Regions from separate parts of the Zea mays genome. Here all the other regions are linked to region 3. Evidence: chromatin contacts called from public Hi-C data. All regions are on one chromosome and are shown on one strand. Each heading gives the region's core, a stretch centred on a gene start, on an enhancer-like site or on the middle of the called end of the contact. The rest is flanking DNA. Distances are from core to core; before and after follow the strand shown.

What was found. A called contact is a pair of places that touch in the nucleus more often than the background predicts.
Region 1: a Hi-C map of ear shows a contact between it and region 3, with 3 times the contacts expected there. The contact joins the promoter of LOC100273603 here to the promoter of LOC103626247 in region 3. A contact is called at or near these places in 6 of 25 Hi-C or Micro-C datasets (bundle sheath, ear, endosperm and 2 more).
Region 2: a contact with region 3 is called in a Hi-C map of ear, with 2.9 times the contacts expected there. The contact joins the promoter of LOC100286212 here to the promoter of LOC103626247 in region 3. A contact is called at or near these places in 7 of 25 Hi-C or Micro-C datasets (bundle sheath, ear, leaf and 3 more).

Annotation. Positions count from the first base shown.
Region 1 is chr5:38,503,472-38,506,171 of Zm-B73-REFERENCE-NAM-5.0, forward strand. LOC100273603 (Transcription factor TFIIE alpha subunit) reads left to right here and starts at 1,308. Exons shown (of 10, transcript NM_001148019.1): 1 at 1,308-1,773; 2 at 1,862-1,984. The coding sequence starts at 1,748.
Region 2 is chr5:38,382,224-38,384,923 of Zm-B73-REFERENCE-NAM-5.0, forward strand. It overlaps LOC100286212, which reads left to right and starts at 1,265. Exons shown (of 1, transcript NM_001159100.2): 1 at 1,265-2,034. The coding sequence starts at 1,361. The coding sequence ends at 1,843.
Region 3 is chr5:38,108,580-38,111,279 of Zm-B73-REFERENCE-NAM-5.0, forward strand. It overlaps LOC103626247 (probable ribose-5-phosphate isomerase 2), which reads right to left and starts at 1,414. Exons shown (of 1, transcript XM_008646648.4): 1 at 1-1,414. The coding sequence starts at 290.

The DNA of each region.
Region 1 (2,700 bases), core at 58-2,557, 390 kb after region 3:
TCGGCCACCATCGCCTTTCAACCCGTCACAATAACATGCTGCCTCCCAACAATGCTCTCGTCGACCTGATATAAGAAGTCGTATACACCCCAAAATAACTATGAATCTAAGCAACCTTTATGATTAGTTTACAACTGACTTGGCAGGTAATATAAAATATGATTCCCTCAGATTTTAGAAATCCCTTCTCGACACAATGAGTGGTCCGTTCATATTCCTCTTGCATACAATCCTACAACCATTTGTCCGCCTGAGAGACATCTGCCATCCGATCAGAACAAATTTCTAAAGCAAACACGAGTAATTACAATAGGTAGAGTAACGAGCAATCTATCACCTTGACATTCGGTAATCCTAGCGGGACACCACGACCGCATCCCAGAGCAGACTCACGGCACCCTCGTTGAACCTCGGCACCAGCGTGGGGTCCTGCTTGACCGCGAACGAGACGTTCATCCGTGCGGTGCTCTCGACTTGCCACGTAATGTACCGCGGAGCACGAACGCAGCCGCCGCGGCGGCCACCAAAGAAGCGCAAGAAACCTGTGAGGATGACGCCCAGGTAGAGCGGCATGGATGTGAGCAGGGAGGTCATGGGCATCCGCACTTGGGAAGAGAGAGATGATCTTCCTGAGGAAGGCGGGGATGCGGGTGCGGTAGGTCGATGGGAGGTCACAAAGTAGTGTGGCAACGACAAGGAGCGTGAAGGAGGGCCTGCTAGGTGCATAGAAAATGTCGGCGAATGCGTCGGAGGCAGAGGAGGGGGAGGGCAAGAGAGCGAGGATCGTAGAGAGAAGTGAGAGGTGGCCCACGGGGGAGGTGGCGATGACCGAGGTTGGGGTGCACACGGGCATGGCGCTGGGGAGGGGGTTGGGGGTGCAGATCTGTTGCGTGGCGGGGTGGGGGCGACAGCTGATCTCGCAGGCAGGGGCCGATGATGGTGGCGGGTGGGGTGAGAGAAATTGATGAGGAGAGGCGAAGGACGCCCGGCGCTGATGACGAGGGCATGAGTGAGGGGGACACCGACGCCTCCCTTGGCCTCCACAGAGGCGGGGGCGAGGGCGGCGTCGAGGATTGCGTGGCGGGGGTGGGCAACACAGAGACATTGACAATTTTGCCATTATGGTTTGTGGGTTTCGTCAGTATACTATCGGGTCTACAAATTATAGACACAGATGGTCCCACCAGTCTTTGACACAGGAGGGCATAATAACATATAACTAAAATTGAGAGTGACACAATCACAAATTTTTTGGGCAACAAAAAGGAACACGAGGGATAGCGGAGGACTCTGGGATGGGGTGCGGGGGCCGAGGGGCCACGCGGGCGCGCAGAGGCGGGGGGCACGCGGGGGCAAGCGGAACCGTGGTGAAGCAGTGTGGACACCTACGCTATAGCCTTCTAGAGCAGTAGAGATTGACACCACGGGCACGCACGTCAGCGCCTCCACCTTCCTCCCCAGCCGCAAGCAGAGCAAGAACCGGAGCTGGGGATCGATTCCGCGCCGCCTGATCTGCGATCGGGACTCGATCGTGCATAATCCGAGGTTCTTCCTCTCTGTCGTCTCCGATCCAGACGGGTGTGCCTGGTCTGCATCTTCATCCTCTGCAAGAAATCACACATCTCGTGGCGCACCTTGCATCAGCCGCGGCCGGCACCTCTACTCTCGCCCGCCCCCTATGTCGTAAGCGCGCAATCAGAACTCCCGATCACCCGCACGCTGGTGCGCCAGTGTCGTCTTCGCCACCATGAACTCCATCGAGCCCTTCAACAGGTGCGCCCCGACCCAACTTCATTCTCGAAACCCTAGCCGCAGCCGTCCTGACCTCCGCGCGGGATCGGCTGGGTTGGTTTTCTTGCAGGCTGGTGAAGCTGGCGGCCCGCGCCTTCTACGATGACGTCTCAATGAAGGGCGACAACCAGCCCAAGACCTCCCGCGGGGACAACCGCGGCATGGCCGTCGTCGTCCTGGACGCGCTCACCAGGTACCTGATGCGAACTATTTCTGTTCAATGAAAAAATTGGTTGTGTACATTAGAAGCTCGGTTGCAATAAGGTTGGATTGGTGGATGGTTGCATTTTAGTTGTGTACATGAGAAACACTTCAATGCAGTTTGGAAGGAAGTGTTGTAACAGAATTCTGCCTAGGGAAGCGACTTCAACCACGTCTTAGGTCGATCACCAGCTGTTATGACCGGCCGCCACTACAGGCGCCGGATCACAGCAGAGGCAATGGATAGACATGCAAATTAGTTGGATAAGGATCTAGACATGCAGATTAGTTGGATAAGGATTAGAAGATTAAGGAGATAAGATTTGTTAGAGAGAAAAGAGGGATTTGATCTCATTAGATAAGTACTAGAAGGAAGTATAAATAATTGTAAGCACCACCCTATGGAATCAAGCAGAAACAATTATAGTTTCCAGCTTCCCTCTGGGAGCTGGGAGAAACCCTAGCCGCCACTGTTCATCGCGCTACTGTTCATCAGTGTGTACTTATGTTCAGCAGCCCATCTCCCTCTTTCCCTGCGGCCAGCATCCACGGCGCCCAAACACAGCCGTGGGCGTTTCCTCCCTCGTCCAGCCCCCTCGCACTCATACAACCTAAGGCCAATCCGTGGTAGGGATCGTATTCCTATCACCAGCTGTCCTCAAGTACATAGTGATGATCCGGTTGACTACCTCCAACTGTCCATCAGTT
Region 2 (2,700 bases), core at 15-2,514, 270 kb after region 3:
AACCAGAGAGCAGGGAAGGTGAGTCGGATCCGGGCGAGCGCGGATCTGGGCGGATGGAGGAAGCGAATGGAGTTCCTCGCGGCTGGGATTGCGGGACGCGGAGAGATGAGATCGGGATGAATGATAGACAGGCTAGGGTGACTTACCAGCAGTAAACAGTCGGGGATGACAGGATGCAGCCTCATCGGAGTCGGATGACGAGTCTGTGGCCTCTCCAGCTGACAGCGACATAGCGAGACACATCTAGGGCGCGATGCGAGGCTAGAGAAGGGAATGGCGGGGATGGTAGGGACCTTTCAGCGAATCGGTGCAACAGAGCAGCAGGTGGTGGTGGGCGGCGGTGCGGATGCTGCCGTCGCGGTCGCAGAGAAAATGGGAGAGGAGGACCTGGCAGCGATGGAGTGGGATTAGGGAAGGAGACAGGTGATGAAGGGTGCGAGTCAGAGGGCTTGCTCCTCCTTCGGCTCCTCCTTGGCTGTGCCTCCAGCGCCTCCAGGCGTGTAGAGGGAGTCGCCAACAACCTCCCCCGCCTCGCAGCAAGAGCTTGCTCGTGGATGGGGCGGGCGCGTGCACGGAGGGGGAGGATGGCGCGATCGCGAGGGTCAGACAGCGGCTAGGGTTTCGGAGAGGGGACTGCCCGGAGGAGTGGGGCGGGGTCACGGAGCGAGATTGTCGCGGGGGGACGCGGGGTCACTGAGGCGCGTCGGGGCGTCGGGGCGGAGCCATGTGAAGTGTGGACGCCCCCGTTGCAACCTTATAGAGTAGTAAAGAGATATGAAATAAGTAGTTCGAGTTAATCGTGGACCGTGGGAGCTATCCCGCAAACCACACGTCGAGGACGTGGACCTTATGGTTTACATGGTCGAATCTTCCGGCCGGCCGTACATACTAAATATAGCGGTCAACAATATAATTAAGAACGAAGTAGTAAATTGTATTCATGGTCATGGTGTTCAACCAGGAGGCAAGCCGCTCGCAGCCACGTGCGCGGAGCAGTTCGATGTGAAGCACGACGTACCTGCACGTCCCCACCTCACCGCCACCGCGGCACCGCGCCACATGCCTCAGACACGACGTCACGTCGTGCACTTGCGGCGGGCGCCGTCGACAGGCTGGGTGGACGTGCTCCCACCTCTCGTCGCCACAGCTTTTTCACGTGTTTTTCGTGCCGACGACCCATACACTCCTCGGATGCGTGTTCTCTTTCTTCAATCAACTCCCAGCTATATAAAAACAAGACCTCTCAACGAACCCACCGAAACCCAAGCAACCAACAACGTCCGAGGCAAATCAAATTTCCATCAACCCTCCTCCTCCTCCATTCTCCAGAACAGCAGCAGCCAGCAGGTCATCGCCAGTGATGGCGGCGGCGGCACCTTCTGGAGGCACAGGAAAGAACACAGCTGCGACTGCGACGACACCGAGCCGGTTCGCGGCGGCGTGCGGCGCGCTGAGCCAGTACGTCAAGGCGGCGGAGGCCGAGAGGACGCGCGCGCGGCCGCCGGTGCGGCGGCCCCTGCCGCTCATGCCGGGCGCCGACGTCGACCAGGACGAGCCGGAAACGGCGGCGCAGCTGATCATCGTGTACGGAGGGCGGGCGCTGGTGCTCGACGACGTCGCGGCGGACAAGGCGGCGGACCTGCTGCGCCTCGCCGCGGCGGCGGCGGCGCGAGGAGGCACAGAGCAGCCGCTCTGCTCGCTCGCCGACCTACCCGTGGCCCGGAAGGCGTCGCTGCAGCGGTTCATGGAGAAGCGCAAGGACAGGGTCGCCGCCCGCGCGGAGCCGTACCGCCGGCGCCGACCCGTCGGTGACCGACGCAACGATCTCGCGCTCGAGCTGTGATTTGAGGATGTCTCGGCGGTAACTACTAGAGGACGCTGTGCTCAAGAAGCAGCCGAACGATCTCTGATGCTTCGTACAGTCAGATCATATTAATTTGTTATAACTAGATAGGTATAGGTGGATTGTTCTTATGTGTTGTGCAGCAAAACAGAAGAAAAAACTTGGAGATGAAAAGACATGGTTTCGCATTACCTTTCTTTCGCCACTAAAAATGGTTCTTTTTATTTGTCTTGAGATTCTGTGACAAAGAGATATCTATAATAACGTAGTCTTGAGATTTGCAGTTTTAAGCTACCTACAATCCTAAACTCTTAGACTATAAATACAATTAAAAGATGATTTGTATGAAAAGTCGTAAGGAGTCGGTCTCATATTTTTTCATCTAACCCATAGAAATTCCTCAACAGATCTTATATTAAATAGAGTTATATATATGTCCTTATAGGTTAAAGGAGTAGGATGAGGTTAGAGAGATGAGTGTGTGTTAATGGCGGTAGGTGTACATGATAAGAAAAAGAGGGCTAAACAAAATCCTGCACCATTTACATGGTGTATACGACCATAAGTGTACGGTGACAAATACCATGCTTCTGCAGACACATAAAAGCACAAGACAAGAATTTCTCCTACTATACGAAACAATGCGTGGACTTCTCTCCCTTTACGCGCAGCCAGCTAGCAGGGCGCTGCAAAGCTTACCCATAGACCATTTAGAGCAGGTCCACGAAGATCTCCTCGATCAAACATGGTCCCTGAAGGCGAAAGGGGCGTGAGGACGACAGCCCAAAAGCAGACTGCGACCCAATTGACACGTTGATCATTGATGTGTTGCGGCGCCACAGCATGTTCAAATCCCC
Region 3 (2,700 bases), core at 164-2,663:
CTGATGTCGTGCAGGTCGCCGCGGATGCCGTCCTCGATGATGTAGTTGTCGTTGTCGGTGACGAAGGACTGTTTCGAGTCTTCTTTCCCCTTGGCGGCGGTCGCTGGAACAGACCTCAGCCTGGCGTGGAATCCAGGCAAGCCGTCGAAGAGGCCGCGGATGTGTCCCAGCGTGTGAAGCACGCCGAAGGGGATGACCTCGCCGGGGTTGGCGCCCGTGCAGCCGAGGCGCGACACGAGCTTGGACGCGTCGACGATGACGACAAAGCGAGCACCAACACCCACGATCATCTTCTCGCGGAACAGTGAGCCACTGCGGCCCTTGACGATGGAGGCAATGAATCTGGCCCTCTTTACGCCGGTCTTCAGTGAAGCGGCCGTAGTTGGCGCTGTGGTTGAGGACCCTTATCGAACACTTTGTGGGAGTGTCAAAGGGTACATCCTCCTCTATGCTTGAGGTAGCTGGTGCAGTGGTGCTGCACGGCGCGCTCGCAGATCGCCCGCCGCTCGTCCTGCCGAAACTGCGCCACGAAGCAGCGGATGTAGGGGAAAGGGATGTCGACGACCACCCACCACTCGAGGATGCCTAGGACGAGCAGCTCCATCCGCGGAACGGACACACGATCAAACGTGAACTCGCACGCGTCGAGCGGAAACTGCGACAGCCACAGAGCAGGGTGCTCCTCCAGCGTGTCCGCCAGTGACAAGCTCGCCACCGTGAGTAGCAGCAAACCCCATGCATGCTCCATCTGAACCCATCATCACCAGGGACGAAGTGGATCAGCAAAGGCACCACGGCTGCTGGGTTGCAGCCTCTGCTCCGGTCTCATCTCTAGGAAGTTCGTGCGCCGCCATGGCCTCCACCTCGTCGGCAACGGCACCGCCCCGTTCCTGCTCGACACCTCCTTCTTCATCCGGAGTCTGGCGTCGACGGTGGTCGACGGACGCCATCAACCTATCGTCGGGCGCAGGGGCCCTGTTGGTGGCCTCACGGGTGGGCGTGAGGTAGGATTGCTCAGATCTGTCGTCGGAGGAGGAATTGCGTCCCCGTGCGGGCCGCTCGTCGCGACGGCCAGCAAGCGCACTAGCATTGGCTCCCGCCATGGCCTCGTCGCGTTACGACTCGTAGAGACGTAGACGATGGAAGGATGCGATAGAGGGCTCACCACATCGCGGAACGGCTCGTCCACCCCCTCAGCTTGCGGCTGCAGCAGCTTCGCGAAGCGCCAGTCGAGTCCAGCCTCGGTCGCGTCGAACCTCCGGTTGAACTCGTCGAGGATGAGCTTGACATTGAGAGTCATGACGTTGGCGACTTGAAGCTGAGAATCGAACCCTCTAATACCACTTGTTAACAACACTAGTCTCTCAAACTCAACTAATAACGGCAAGGTACTAGAATGGAAGAGAATCCGAGTGACTGGTGTTACGAGAACTAAAACTTTGACATAACATTATATAAATTGACATTACATAATATACACCTAGAATGTATCCACTAGGCTAAAATTTCAAAACAAACACGTAGTGTGTTGCTTGTGTGATGATCTGACTTGGTAAAAGGAAATTTTAACCCTTGGTGGGAATATCTCTCTTTAAGGATTAGAAGCATGTGACCTTGTGAGATGAGCACTTAGGGGTGAACTCAACAAGTGGGTAGAAATGATCAAATCTGAATTATCTGAGAAAATTGAATTAAACAAATTAAATCTAATAGTTACAGAAAACACTTTTATAATTGTGTCAAAATGTTACATGTAAGTCTATATAGTGTAGCAACATACCACAAAAGTTTAGTTAGAGAAAGAAAAAAATAAAAAATATACTTTACGTAGTGTCCGAGGATGGCACTCGGTAAAGCATTATTTGCTGAGTGTCAGACGTGGGAGACTCGGCAAAGTAGTCTCTTTGCCAAGTGCAAAAGCCCGGCGCTCGACAAAGATAACGACCGTTAGATATAGACGGCTGCTGATGGTCCTTTACCGAACGTCGCCTTTCGCCGAGTGTTTGACACTCAGCAAAGTTATCTTTGCCGAGTGTCTTTCTATGCCCAGAGTCTTGCTCACCGCAAACGCGGTCACTATCAAGAGTTGAATTTTGCCGAGTGTCCGATTAGAAGTACTCGACAAAGAGCTGGATTTTGGTAGTGGTATCAAAGACTCATGTGTAACCGATACAAATATATATGTTTGGGCTAGCTACCGTTGAACACAGAATGACCAAGCCAGGAGGCGAGTTTTCTCATTGCGTGCGTATCCCTTTCACCACACGCGCGTACTGTCTGTACGTATATATGGTATGTGCGAGCAGTGACATCTTTTGAAGTCAAGAGGAAGTAGCACTCGGCAATCGGTCATCGGTCGTCTCGAACCAAGAGCTGTGCCGCGTCACTGATCAGTTGGGTGTACCTGTATATAGTTCAGGTAGCACTCGTCAGCTATCACATTTGCAGATCAGGAATTTGGTCGGACCTGAGCGACCGAAATTGAAGAGGCGAGATCGAACGACAGCGCACACGTGCACACGCACACGTTTACTAAAACGATTTGTAAACTAAAACTGCCGGCGGCAGGTTTGCTCAAATCAAATTAAAATTTTATTGACCGGTTTACCGCTGCAAAAACCGCTGCTCGAAACTATCGATTTTTTCTTCAAAACGAACCGGTTTTTATGTCTTTTATAGAAAAAAATGATAGGGTTTATT